Regions from separate parts of the Oryzias latipes genome. Here region 2 is linked to region 1. A link is a contact called in public Hi-C data. All regions are on one chromosome and are shown on one strand. Each heading gives the region's core, a stretch centred on a gene start, on an enhancer-like site or on the middle of the called end of the contact. The rest is flanking DNA. Distances are from core to core; before and after follow the strand shown.

Region 1 (7,522 bases), core at 2,202-4,701:
CACAAATCATTCTTCAATGATTTGTGATCTTCACTGGTGTCCATGGATTACATGAAATGCTCTCCACCTTTGCCCACCTTTGTCATGGTAGGGAGAACACGTCAATGGTCATCTTGACCCCATAGGATAGCACAAGGGTTAAATGAAAATAATGATGTGTATTTTAAAACTGGACATTTTAGAGTTTTTATTTCCAAACTGAGACTGTTTATCTCATTTTAGTGCCAATTGGACTGAGGGGTTGATGTCCTTTAGGGAAAACGCAAACTTAGAGAAATGCTGTGTTCATCTGGTGTTGGAATGACTGGAAAAATCGTTGTCCAACTCAAAAAACAGACATAAAAGTCAGAAAAACAACAAATCTTCCAACATCACATGATTGCAGAATAACTTTCTGCACCCAAACAAAAGCCAATGCATTTGTAGTGTGCCATCTATGGAGAGACACCAGAATTACAGCAAAAATAAAACATTAATAAGGATTAGTATAAATAATCCTAGATTTAATAGTTTAATGGTCCCTGGGCCTTAGATTGAGCACCCCTGTTCTAGTCTGTCCAGATGCTGCTTTGTTCACAACAGTTTGTCCAAACTGTAGTTTAAGTGGTCTCCTGTTTAGACGATATATTGATCTGTGTAAAAATGTCAGGGTTCATTATGTTTGTTGGTTTGTTTTTGCCTTCTATGTTCATCCTCTTAGCCTCCACCTGGTCTTCCTTCCTAAAGCGTCACGTTTCCCTTCAGCTCTAGCAGATAGCTGATTTAGAAGCCATACTTCTTGTTGTGAATTGTGCAGTTCGGTGCTATTTCAGTGCCTCCAGCGATGAGACGCACACGTCCGCATTTTAGTCTGCAACAACACAACGATGGGGGCAAGCACACATTCTGAAGGTCACAACTGACAAATGCACTTCTCATTATGAATGTCAGAATGTAGTTTAACCGTCAGAGTTCTCAGGTTTCACAATAAAGGGATCATGTTATTTATTTAACTCATTTTCTGCACCTGTCACGTGTTTATCATGATACATTTATCGAAGCATTTAACAATTTCAAAAGTCTTTCTATAATTCTATATATTGTATGTGCAAATATTTATTTTACCTTGTGAATGTACAGAAGTCTCGCCCATGAATGACTACCATTCAGTGTTTTTTCTGAAATGAAGCAGCTGGCAGCATGTCTTACGCACACATTTATTTATGTATCCCGTGTATTTGCATCAAATGTATAAGCAGAGTTGAGTGCTGCCACAGCAAAAAGCCTGATTCATGTTTGAGACCAGTCAGGGCCATGACTGCAGCAATAAACTGCCTTTCACGAGCCACACGTGTCTCTTCACTCCAAATAAATCAGCTTTGCAGTATTTCGTCCTTCACTGGAATCCTGTCTGTAAAGAGAAATCATGAAAAGATGATTGTCCAGTTAATGTTTGGACTATAAGAACGGTCTTCAGGGTCCCATTGTGTGATTGTCTATCTACACTTCACAGCGATGCAGAAGTCTGGCCTTTGACCTGCCTAGCTGGGTGTGTTTTATAGAACTAATCTGGACTGACTGGGTAAAGTAATAGGTTATCCACCAGGTGTCAGCAGTTTCTTATGGAATCTAATATGATGTATTTTGTGCTATCTTAGATGACCCCACCCTTACATTGACGTGTTCTCCCTACCATGATAAAGGTGGAAAGATTTCATGTAATCCATGGACACCAGTGAAGATCACAAATCATTGAAGAAAAAAGGTTCAGAGCACTGTCTGGTGGGTCTAGATGACCCAACTCCCAACGTTAAAGTGCCTAGGATAGCACAAGGGTTACGAATAGGAAAATTGAAAAGAAATCTACAGTTGTATTTTATCTCTAACATCAAAAATTTAAATAGCAAACTATTAAATGTATCACAGCCAATCATAAATTTCTTATGCTTTAAATTCTGTTGACTAAATGAGAAATAATTAGTATCACCACTTTTCTGTCCCTGAAAGACAATTTTATAAAAGAAAACAATTATTGCTCTTTATGATGAGATTAAAAAAGAAATGCACAAACCCCATAAATTCAATTAATGAAAATACATTTGTCAGGATTAGACTGGCGTAGTTCTGCTATAACCTTTACACATCCAATTTTTTTACAGTTTTTGGACCTTAAATCTGTCTCTATCAGTTGCATCAAAGGGGACAAATTTCCATAAAATGTAAAAAAAAAAAAAAAAAAAAAAAAAGGAGCATATGTAGGGATTGTTAGAAAACTAACAGTCAAAGCAAAAGCTGGAATGTTTTTGGATGGAATCATGGATATCATCCATCCATCCATCCAGTTGCTGGAGCAAACACAGCCACTGTGGGGTGAAGGTGGGAAACACCCTGAACAGGCTGCCAATCTGTTGAAGGACCCCTCTTTAAAAACTGTAGACAATATTGAATTCTTCTCATTCACACACTTCCAGCCAATCTGTGTTCGCCATTCATCCTATGAAGCGTGATTTTGAACTGTGGAAGGAAACTGAGTGCCCTGAGAAAATCCATGCATCCTTAAGGAGAACATGGAAACCCCAGGATTTGAGCCAGGACCTTCTTGCTGTGCTGTGAGAGTCCTAATCTCCATGCAGCCCTGTTACTGAATTCATAGATTTTCTTTAATTTAGGGTTTAGAAAAAATAACAGAATAAGCATTTATATCCAAGGTTTTACATTTTAGGACCTGCAAGATCCCAGCAACCTCCAGGTTAGAGGTGTCTGCTCTTTGAAAATCTGCTTCTGTCCTACAGCTACAGTCTCAAACTCATTTGTCCCAAAGACTTTCCCACAAGGATTAAACTATCTAAGCTCTGAGGTCTTAACTGGTCCACATATTTACACTTCTGCATGTCATCCTCATCACCACACCAATGACTTCAGATTTAATCTAAATCCACCATGGAGATCTTTTAGGTCTAGAAGTCACAGACAAGAGGTTTGTTTATCTGAAAATTAGCTGCAGATCAGATTCTGAATTTTCACCGGAAAATACAGAATCTCTTTTTATTTAATTTCTCTTTTTAAAACTTAAAGCAATATATATTTTTGCCAAAGGTGTAGATATTATTCATTTGGATTTACAGAAATGTGGAGTGATAAAGTTTCCTGGGTCAGCTCCATCATCATTCCTGGATGGAAATATTCAATGATACCTGAAGTCCAACAGGGGGTCATGTTTTGTTTTGTTTTGTTGATCTTGTTTTGGGACAAAAAGAAAATTAGGAACATTGCTCTGTGCGTATAGATACTGTGGAATGGAGCAAAAGTGGTGCATTCCTGTCAAAAGCAGTATTCTAAAGGAGATATTGTCAGTCTTTTCTTTTTATGGAAGAGCCATCGTTCTATTGGCTGTCAGGATGCAGGGTGGAGCTGCATGCCAGAGCGGCGCAGCTTTAATCATTAATGAAGGAAGTCATTGGGACCGGATCAGAGACTCTACTTGACACTTTTGCATGAAATACATGTATATAAATTAGAAGTTAATATATCCAATAAAAAAAATCGCTGAGAACTTTTTTTTGTCTTTCTTGAAACGAGCGCGCAGCGGCTTCAGCTTTTTCCTCCTTGGAGCCGTTTGTAGGCGCACACAAACTGTGCGCGGCTGCGTGTTTTCAAGCTTCAGTTGGTCATGTTTAGACGAGGCTCCAAGAAGATAGAGTCCAACAGATCGGTAAGCAGGCGTCAAAGCTCTTCATTTCTTTATGTAATATATAGATCATGTTGTCGTTTCCTCTTTTTTTACGCGCGTTTGTACCCAAAATATGCACGCAACGTCTCTCCCTTTATGTGTGATATTTTGCTGGTTGCTAATATATATTGGTTAGCCTATATCTGTATTCATTATTCATATCTATATATATATGTCAGCCTATATCTATCTATCTATCTATCTATCTATCTATCTATCTATCTATCTATCTATCTATCTATCTATCTATCTATCTATCTATCTATCTATCTATCTATCTATCTATCTATCTATCTATCTATCTATCTATCTATCTATCGTTTCTTGGCTATGTCTCTGCTGGAAAGGGGTTTTGGGGATGGAAACTTAGGGAACTAAGGCTTAAGCTTGGAAGTTTTAAGCAACTATGTCTGATTTGCATCTTTTTCTTTATCCAACATCCCTTTTTATGATTCCAAGCTGAACCCTGCACAGGAGTTGGAGAGAGGACAGCGCTGCATCACCTGCAGAGATCAGTGTCCAGGCTTCTCCCTGCACAGATGGAGGTACAGCAGCATTACTAACATTAAACTAACTTTCCACACATACTCATTTGCTGCTCTGGCATCTCACCAGCTGTCCAGCTGTCCAAGCTGGTGGCAAATGGTGCCAAAGTATTTGCTCGCTATAAAGCAACTCTTTGGGTTTCCTCTTCAAGTGAAGGGGCATTCATCAGGAACCCTTTCAGGCGCCTTGCAGGATCTTTGAGTGGAATCATCTGTGCGTGGTACTGAGAGGAGGCATTGTTCTGACCTTCAGTTCTTTCAAGTAACAGCTCTTTGGAGTCGAGTCCTGCAGCATCCAAACCTCCATGCCTGCATCCCGGTGCAGCTTGCTCACAGCTGAGATGTGGATCTGTCAGTACTGTAGATGGCACAGTCTGACATGAGGTCTGGCTGTGAGCTACAGGTGGTTTGGCTTAGAGTGTGAAAGAGTGTGACTAATGTGTGTAACTCTGTAAAGGGAATGCAGTACAGAGAGGCAAACATGTGCTGCAGGACATAGAAGTTTGACTAATAGTTTATCAGAGAGTTATCATGATGTTTACCGACTGTTATTGATGTGAAGACAATAACAGTCTAAATCTTCTAAATCAAATTGTTACAGAATTCCCGTAGCTGCAACACAAAAAAATAGTCTGAGAGAAATTTCGAGTTTTAATTTTAAATAGTTTGAAGAACTCTGTGAGGTGTCACTTTTCTTAGTTTATTCATAAGATAAAGCAAATGTTTGAAATAGCTTGAAAAAAAGAATGATTAACTGGGCTGTAGCTTCCCGTTGAAGGTTTACATGGCAACCTGGGATTAGCAGGGCTTTTTTGTCTCCCTCTGGTATCCTCAATAGAAGGGGGGGGGGGGGGGGGTTGGACCCATAAATGCTCTCAGTTGCCATTGCTCTAAGGTAAACTATTAGCGGGTTAACGGTGAGCCCAGGAATGCAGCCTTAACCATGTTTGTCTACCAAGTCCCGCAATAAAAAAACACTCTGTTGTCTCGGTCAGCCTTAAAGAACACTCCAAAGGTTTTATTAGGCATTTCACTTAAGCATAGCTTTGTTTTCTGAGAATATCAGCTAATCTTAAAGTTTTTTTTGTAATGCAGCAGGCTGCGATCAGAAGATGACAGAGCCACATAACAGAATAACAGATGGTCTCTATCTGTTGTTAACTAATAGCAGCTGCACACTCTCTATGTCTAATCTAAAATATACCTAGAATAAAGGAAACACAATGATCCCATTGATAATTTCCATATATTAAATAGATAAGTAGGGCTTTTTGAAAGAGAGGATTAAAGATGGAGATATAGGCTGATACTTAAAAATAAACTTGCTGTTTGTTTTAAAACAACTGGATTTATTAATTTTTTAAAAAGAGAAGAAATGTGGCTTATTGGTTCCTTCTCCCTTGCAAACATTCTGCTTTGCAGCGTTTCCTCCGATACCTTCTTAGAGTATTTCATTTTCGCCCTTTACTCCTCAACAGCTTTTTACACAATTGTCATATTGCTTTACTCAAATAATTGTTGTTCTTCAAAACTAAAGAGTCAAAAAATGTTTTGGTTTATCTAAAGTACTCTTAGAACAGTGAGGCAAGTGTTTATAGAATTTAATGTTGTGTACAGTCTTTACAGTGGCCCTGTGACAGGCTGGCGGCCTGTCCAGGTGTAACCCGCCTTCTCCTAACAGTAGCTGGGACAGGCTCTGGTGACCCCGTGACCCCAAAAGGATTTCAGAGGGTTAAGGAAAGGATGGATGGTTGGTTTTTAAAGAGTTTTGCTGCATTATTTGTTTAGCCGAATAGCAAAATTGTCATTCAAAAAGACTAAACATGAATGATGGACAACGTGTAAAAATCAACTTTATACAGTAGCTTTCAAAACCCAGACCTCTGCTCAAAAACCAAACCGGTTTTAATATGTGTGTGTCAATGAAATCATTAAAAACATTTACATCCATAAAAAATGTGACAGTTTTGACTTTATGCTAACTACAGTTGTTTAAGTTCAATACGTTAAATACTAACCTAAAATATCTCATCAGGAGCCTGTTTGCTACGTTACAATGGTAGTTATCTCTCGATCCTAGACAACAAGGTTTGTCTGTGTGCTCATCATTGTTGCTCCTGCTGGTGGCTTTGAGGTTGCTATGGCTTCCAGTCCTGGTACTTTTGTCAATATCATCGACAACAACCTTTCTAGTAAAAACAAAACAAGAAAATATGAGTAAAGTTCACATTTTGCTAATGGGATGATTAGTGTTCCCAACAACTAAGAACTGTTGTAATTTGGATAATTTTTGGTTTCTGGTTTTGTTTCCAGTAGACTAATATGGTGTGACAACCACTGCTCTTTGTTTTATAACATACAGGGGACCAAAGCTGGAGAGCACTGCAATGACTACTTTATGGATAATACAACTTGAAAACAGACCTCACTGTTTTCCAGGTAGTTCTATTATTTTGACACACACATTTCTGAGACCTAATTTTAAGAAATTTATGGTTAGAATAATTCACTTATTGTTATTTATTTTTTCAATAACCACTTGCTGTATTAAAATAATGCAAACACTGTTGATAATTATGTTTTTATAATACAGTTACACCATGTTACAAAAAGTGTGGATCAAATTTGAGACAGTGGGTAAATAAGTTACTTTTTTCTTGACACTCATGTCAATATTTTTGCATCTTAAACTAATGTGAGCAAAAACTTACCAAATCACAGTTCAATAACAGATCATAACTGATACTATCTATATCTAATAAAAATGATGATGCAATTTTTTGTGTGGATTTCATCAAAGGGTTTAAAAAAATCTAAATTAAAAAAAATCTGAATTTTCTATTTTTTCTTTAATGTAAAGAGATTTTCAGGGTTGGAACCTACAACATTCAATGATATGAAACATTTTTAAAACAACCAACATTGTTTTATAAACTTCCTGTTAAGTTAAACATGTTGAATAAATGGTGAGGTCATAATGTCACCTTCGTCTGCTAGCAGTTTGAAGGTTTTTCTATCAGGTTTCAGTTTCATATTAGGTTGCATGTGACGAGTCACTGTGCTGTCACAGCCAGTAGTTTACATTGTGCTTTTTTGAGTAAAGACAAAAGTTAGTTAGTTTTTTCTAAGAAATATTTGTTTATTCTGATAGAAAGCAAGCAGACTCTAGCTCTGAAATGTTCATATTCAGGTTTACATAAAATAAGTGAATTTTTGTTGCAGACTTTGTCCGTCTACCTTATCTGCTCCTCTTATATGCTGCATATGT
Region 2 (7,522 bases), core at 2,933-5,432, 230 kb after region 1:
GCGATATCTGTCAACAGCTGTCCCTTGGTCTCTCTCCAGCTTTCTTTCACTTATTTTCCATTTGGGTGTTTGTGCATCTGTCTGCACTCACACTGAAAGCATTGTAGAACAAGCTGTCAAGGCCTACGCTGTGACAGATTATTAAAGTGATAGGTCTGGGAAGGAGCAACACAAAGCATGACCTCTAAAAAAAGGTTTTCTAATTGTAACAGAAATAGACAGAATGATGGATACATGTATACGGTGTGTGTGTGTGTGTGTGTGTGAGATCTATGCATTCAAATTGAGAAAAACCGAAGTATCATTTGTTTATCGAGACATGTTCAGTTATTTGGTATTAATCATTTTTCCCAATTCTGAAAAAAAGAATAAGGCGTTTAATTTGACTTCCAACTCTGAATATAAATATATTGCCAGTAATAAAAAAAAGGCTGAATATAGTTAGATCCATAACCAAGTGTCAGAAAATGCATGCACACAAGCTGTTTTCTAAGGATCAAAAAAACAATGGCACAACTGATATCAGCACAAACAGCAGACTTTATAAAAGGATTTAGAGTGTGCTATGCGACACTGAATTAACTCCATATGCGACAGCCATAGAGAGTTTCAAAGGAGTGCAGGAGAGTCAGAACCACAAAATGATATTTGACCTCATGTCAGAGGAGATATTAGTTTAAGAGCCACATCAAAATATTTCTGAGCACCGGCAAAGACATTTGGATGTTACCAGGAGATATTTAACGTGAGAAAGTATTCAGAAAAACGCCTGAAAATGGGTGTCAAAGCAAGACGGCCATAAGATGAGGTCAAGAGGAAATTGCAATTAAACCTCTGCAGATCAGGCAGGTAGGGGGCTAAAACAAGTGATGCATCTGACCAATAATGAGCAACAGATGGAGCTTTTTACTGTGAAGAGCAGAGAACGTGAAAGCTGTGTAACTTCTGTTGTTGGGACTTAACTGTTTGAAAAAGCTTGTAGGTGTGACATAGAAGTGTGCCATAAGCAATGGACTATTCTAAACTGTCGCTCAGTGGAAACGAGGCTATAGTGTAACTTTTGTCAAGGACAATAGGTAAGTTGATTGGTGCAACTTATTGTATGTTTTAGATTTTTTTTTGTAGAGAAGTCAGGGAGACTTATGTTTTCTTTATGTTTTAATTGTTTTAGTGGTGAGATACAGCAAGTAAGGCCTTGTTTTGTTATGTTTTGTTTGTTTGTTCTGCCATTTCTTTGGCCCAACCTTGGTCCCCAGCTCCCCTCCTCTATTTGTGCTTATCTTTAATAATAAAAAAATGAAAAATAAAAATCAATCATGTGTCTTAAATTGTGATCCCTTCAAGCCCTTGACCTACAGTATTTTGGTCGAAACATCATCTAAAGCTGCAAACTTCACAGACTTTTATTACAGTAAAAAAGAAAAAACATGAACACCTCAGACTAAGAAAAAAAGAGAGAAATTTGTGTACAGTGAGGTGCTAAGAATGATATCTTTGAAAAGTATGGTCTTATGTGAGTTTTGTGTAAATCGAGGGCTATTACTGGTAAATTACTCTCATGATGAAGGGTCAGGTTCAAGTCACAAGGACTCTGCTTGCAAAACGGCACTTTTTGATCACTTTGATCATTTACATCATGTGCTCAGGCAACTGTTCTCTCCCCCCATCCGCCGCTTCTCAAACTCGCACGCACGAGCACGATGACAAAAACAGTGAAGACTTTGGGCACATCTCAAAGGACAGCTTCTGCATGAGTTGGTCCACAGTGGAGAGGAGGGAACCTTACAGCTATTTGGAGCTGAAGATGCCAGCCGCTGACATCTTGCCACACAAGCCAAGAGCAGGCATACACACAAGCACTTTTTTATCTGTGCACGGACTCACCATTACTACTGGATTCCCTGATACCTTTTTCAAAATCCAGGTTTCAACTTTGACCTTTTGAACCTTCTCATTTTAGTTTTTGTAAGGCTGTCAGGCCCAATGAGATATTTGCAGGTATAGTGATGCTAGAGCAAACACACCCTGAATGACTGATAGTACTACTAAGGTAAAAAGAAAACAACACAAACTAGGATCAGACCTTAAGGGGTTGAAGAAGACATCTTTCAACAAAGCCTTAAAAATTGATTTACTGACTGGAGATCAACTTGCAATGTTGTAGACAACACTTTAGTCTAAAACTTAAAACCTTTGTTACATTTCAATAAAGATTAAAAGCCAACAATAGTTTTGTCAACACACAAAATAGGTATGTCTAACTGCATGTTTACAATAACATTATTTTGGTCAACTTTTTTTTACTAATTTGTAAAGCAAGATAAAGCAGACAAGCGGAGGGAACATTTTCTTAGAGAACCACGCCAATGAAAATTGTGTTCTATTTGTTTTTAACATGTTCTTGTGGAATTTTTCATATAAAAAGAAAATTAGGTCTTAATTTTTTAAGTATTTCTTTATTCAAATCGCTGTGAATCAGGAGCTGTCTGCTATACGCTATTTGAAAAGCTTGTTGTAGAAGCTACAAGAGGCGGGCCACAAGCTTTCCACTCCGCTCCATTACAAACATCCACTTGCAGACAAATAAATCCATAATGTCTTAATTTTCCACGTCTGCACTGGGATCTGACCCAAAACTATACGATGAAATACTTTGTTTGGTTGCGGTTGGGAGGGGCTGTAAGCTAGCAGGAGACAGTGTTAACAAAGGGGATGATGGGAAATGATTACAGGTTTACTCCCCGCTTAGAGTCCTGATCACAACTCAGAGGTGAATTTCTAATGAACTCCTGCCACTCTGAAGAAAAATGTCCCAGAATTTCTTTTTTTTTTTTTACATTTTGGCTAAAAATGGCATAATCATAAATAAAAGACCACTGTGGAAACAACAAATCAAAAGATGAGTGGAGTGAGACATAAGGTACTGCCAGCAGAAGGTCACTTTAGCAGTGGCAGGAATGTACACTACTGTAAAAACGTATGGGCTAAAATGGAGCGATGCTCACATAATCAACCCCTACTGTACACATACACAGAAAGAAAGTACACTAGTGTGCTATATGATAGTGTTTTCTGTTCCACAAAAATCCTAATAATTCTGGCACACACACTCGCACACACACTTTCCAAAGCGGAAACCTTTCTTGGAAATCCTCTCGTGTGTTTTCACACTTAACTGCTTTGTCTCAGACAAAAACCCAAGAATTTCAGGTTTTCACCCATTGGATTTTCTTTACATTTTATTTTAAATTGATGGGATTCACTGGGAGAAACACAAACCATCTAAGCAAAAGCTGAATGCCCTCATGGCTACAGTATTTTCTCTAAACTCACATCAAAGAAATTCAGCTATTTTTTCTGGCTCCAGGCTTTTCTGCAATGGAAAAAACACACGAGGCTGCTACCCACACCAGACAGAAAGATGAAGTAAAGCTTTGATTCAGTCAAAAGTACCCAATTATTATTATTATTGGATTTTTTTAAATGACTTATTTGTAACTTTTTTCTATTTTATTTTTGTAGATTATTCAATTATTTTCCAAATCACAGATTTATCAATTCTTGCATTAAATCTTATGATTTTTATGTGAGTGCCATACCAGAGTGTTAAAAAAAACCCTCAACATGCACATTTCTACCATAAATCAATGCAGCAGTTTGATGCCAACCAAATCCGCTTCAGTGTTAAAAATAAAAATAAAAACTACCTATATTTGATCTATATCATTATGTATAGCGAACAAAAACACAAATAAATAAGTTAACACACGCGAGTTTAGTTCCAACTCACCCATTCCAAAACACGGATAAATGCCAGAGGCAGCTTGAGCACCTGAAACGTCCCCACAGATGCGAGCTGCGAGCAGACAAAGAGGAGCATTAAATTAAACAAATCGAGCAGCTGCCAATAATGACACGTTTATCAATTGAGCCTCAAAGCGCATCGTGTAAGAAAAAAAAAATCGTTTAAGACGTTCTTTTTCTTCGTTCACCTGGTTAGCGGTGTCCATGACAGCAGCCAGGCACTATTATTGTTCTGTTTTCCGTGTAAATGGATGTGGACAAGCTCAAACCGAAGGCAGGAGACCCGACTGATGTGTCTGTCGCGAGTAAACACTTTCTCCTCTGGCGCCGACTGCGTCCGGAAAAACACGAGCGTGCTTGGATATGATGGATTGCCATGGTGACGGGCACGAGCTCACATCTAGAAAAATTGTGGGAAGTCATTAGCGCCTGCTTTATTTTTTTTAATTACTTTTGAAAACATTTATTGTGTAGCCTAAACCAGAAGAAGCTTTTTATTCTGCTTTTTTTCCCCCCACATCGTGGATCCATTAAAATAATGCTTTGTTCATGGCTATTGGATAATGCATAGATTGGTTCGTTTATATGACATTTTAATGCAACTGTAAACCCCTTTTTAAAAAAAACGTAATTATGAAAGCCACGGATAAACATTCAAAAGGACATGATAAAAGCTTCCTGTAATCAGTTCCAGGTTGCTATGGAAACCTCTGGTTCACTGATTTGCTTTGACACAGCTTTTAATGATGATAATAACAACAACACTAACAGGGTTAATCAAAAATATGAAATAATAAAAATAAAATATATTTTCTTCGTGTCTAATATTGAGTCTTCTTTATGGAAGCGATTCTGTAGCATAAATAAAAAGCAAAGTCAAAACAGTAAGTGCTTTTTCATTTTCAAAATGAAGCTGCATTTTTGAATCGCTTTCATACTTCTTGTCTTTATTTTTGCTAAGGCAGTATTTTGAAGAGGTTTCTTCTGGTGGTGGTCCACTTGTTTCCTTGCATATGTTGTAGAAATTGGTCAGAATCAGCAGACCTACTTCATAAAATCACATTATTTTCCAAGTGGAAACATGACTCACTAAAACTGTACAATCTGCAACAACCAGAAACAGACCGAAGCATCATTCATGCATGGTCGCTCTCACAAGTTCATACCCACACACTTACAGAGACACACAAACAGGTCACTTTGTGTGATGATCCTTGGCTGTCTAAATGCCATCTGTGTCCAGGTCCACAACGAGCTGCAGCAGTTCTTCATCTAACAAGCCATGGTGAAAGGCAAGAAAGCCTGGGTCTTACATCAGGCATGAGTTAGGAGGGGTTTTCTGAGTCTGCTTCACTGGCGACATGTCCTATAAAGCCAACTGCAAACTGCCCTGACAGCCTGGCTAATTTTACTACATTTCTCCAGCCCCCTCCTTCTTAAAACCTCACTACCCCCACTCCTGCCTTAAGGGCTCTGTCCTAGGAATGAAGGAATCATTGCATCTGATTGGACCATATTTTCACCACAGGAAATCAAATTGATTTGGGCATGAGAAATAAGGTCTCTCATGTGCACTTCATCCCCTTGGTTTAGGATCTTTTTTGGATAATGCTCTGAGGCTTGCCCACAGACTTTCATGTAGAGTTGCCATTACATCTGACTGCACAGTCAGAAAACGGAGATGCAGTTTGAAATAACTAACACAAAATATTGAGGTTTTCTGTGCCCTGTCATAGCTTTTGGTGTCATTACAAATCTTTAAACTAACAGTGGAAAAACAAGCACTCAGTGAAAACTTTCTAATTTTAAAATAGGAAAATCTGATTAGTGATAATAATCTTGATACAAAACATTAAGATTTGTGTTATGAAATGCAATATATAGAAACTGAAGGAAAACATTTTTTCTCTTTGTTTTGGCTTTTTTCATAAATACTTTTTTGTTTAATTTTAATCAAAAATAAAGATATGTAAAATTGTGTTGTTTTTCTCTCACAGGATTGTAATCATTTGTTGGCTCCACCCCTTCAGTTCCTTTTTTCCCAGCTTATCACAGTACAAAAGAAGTGAACAACAAGTTGTTGAAAATGGAGCTTTAACAACCATATTGAATGCTTGGATTAGGTTTAAACTAAAATCCATTTTCAAATTCATTCATTTAACAAATGGGTTTAGTGATGATGGATCTAAACTATAACTAAGATTAAGATCAACTTTATTAATCCCCGTAGGGAAATTCAGTTGTAGTAGCAGCACCATAAAATTTACAGGGAAGAAAAACTCTTGTATACATGTACACACATGGCTACCAGTTATTTGTAGAGTCTAATGGCTGATGATAGGAATGACTTCCTGTACCGTTCCTTAGCACAGCGGGGGTGAATGAGTCTACTGCTAAAGCTGCATCTCAGTTTGTCCACCACTTAGTAGAGAGGATGGGAGGGATTGTCAATGATCGTCCGCAGTGTAGCCAGCAGTCTGTCCCACACCACCTCATTCAGATTGGCAAGATAACAGACCCTGCCTTTTTAATGAGTTTATCCAGTCTGCTGGCATCCTTTGCTGGTAGACGGACTGGTAAAACATGTGGAGCCTCCTGCTGCAAACACTGAAGTCTACTCATGCACTTCTTGTAAACAGCCTCAGCCTCTTATCGAAAATGAAACAATATATTTGTTCTCAAAGAAAATAAATTGCAACTCAATGGACCATTCTTTCGTTGAGCCTAAACTCACTAAAAGCATATGATAGAATTCTAAAACAGAAGGGTCAAAGATGAGGGTGCATTCTGCAACAGCGATCCATACAAAACTTTTTCCAATGCATAAATAATCCTTATGTTAAACAATGTTTAATTTATTTTTCTTATTTAGTCGTGAACCTTAATTTTATTTACGTTTTTCTTACATTTTCAGCTGGATGATTTAGATGTGTGGTTTCAAAAGTCTGGCATCTTGGTCATTAAAAAACATTTTGCGCTGCTCTATTTTGTTTATTTATGAAAAAATATAGGATGATCATTCCACCATGCAGGACTTTAATTAGCATACAAATGTGGGCTACAGATTTGTAATAAGTGGCTTATTTGACAAAAAGGAAGATACATTTCTTTTCATAGTTTATACTCCCTTATGACTTTTCATTGTTATTGATGACTTTTTATTTAAAAACTCTATTCTCCAAGCGTGTGTGATGAGGAGCTCCTGCCATGTCTTTGAATTTGCTGATATCCAGCAAATAAACTGAAATTACCTGAGGGGACCCAAATGCAGCCAATCAAATCTCAATTTGTATGTTGTTCCACGCTGCTCGCAACAAGTTTACAGGAATGTAACTGGTGCAACAAGAAACAAGAACATCGATTTGAATGAATAACAACGTTCTGTCTTTGGTGTTAGGCTTAACTGTATCTGTTGGAACATCCAGATTTCCTTGCTTGAGGGCGGATCACCTGTCAAGGATGCTGACAGGTGTCGAATCGGATCCTAGGAAACGAAGTGCAGTGCAGACCTAGACACAAAATGCACCTGGGTACAGTAGCTAAAGGCCAGGCTTTGTGTGTGTGTGTGTTTATCTCCGAGTGAGATAGAACCAGATAGAAAAGAATTGAGGCAGAAAATAGACAGTGAATGAGATGCAGGCTGCAGTTGTCATACACTGGAATTTATCATCATTTGACATATTAACAACCCGTTGATAATTTCCTCAGTTGAAAGCTT

Evidence for each region. Hi-C and Micro-C count contacts between places; a contact is called where the count stands out from the background.
Region 2: a contact with region 1 is called in a Hi-C map of embryo, with 2.4 times the contacts expected there. The contact joins the promoter of synpr here to the promoter of prickle2 in region 1. A contact is called at or near these places in 3 of 5 Hi-C or Micro-C datasets (embryo, fibroblasts and gastrula embryo).

What each region holds. Positions count from the first base shown.
Region 1 is chr5:16,537,756-16,545,277 of ASM223467v1, forward strand. It overlaps prickle2 (prickle-like protein 2), which reads left to right and starts at 3,452. Exons shown (of 9, transcript XM_011475082.3): 1 at 3,452-3,691; 2 at 4,169-4,254. The coding sequence starts at 3,650.
Region 2 is chr5:16,762,232-16,769,753 of ASM223467v1, forward strand. It overlaps synpr (synaptoporin), which reads right to left and starts at 4,183. Exons shown (of 6, transcript XM_004068858.4): 1 at 3,993-4,183; 2 at 3,791-3,856. The coding sequence starts at 4,010.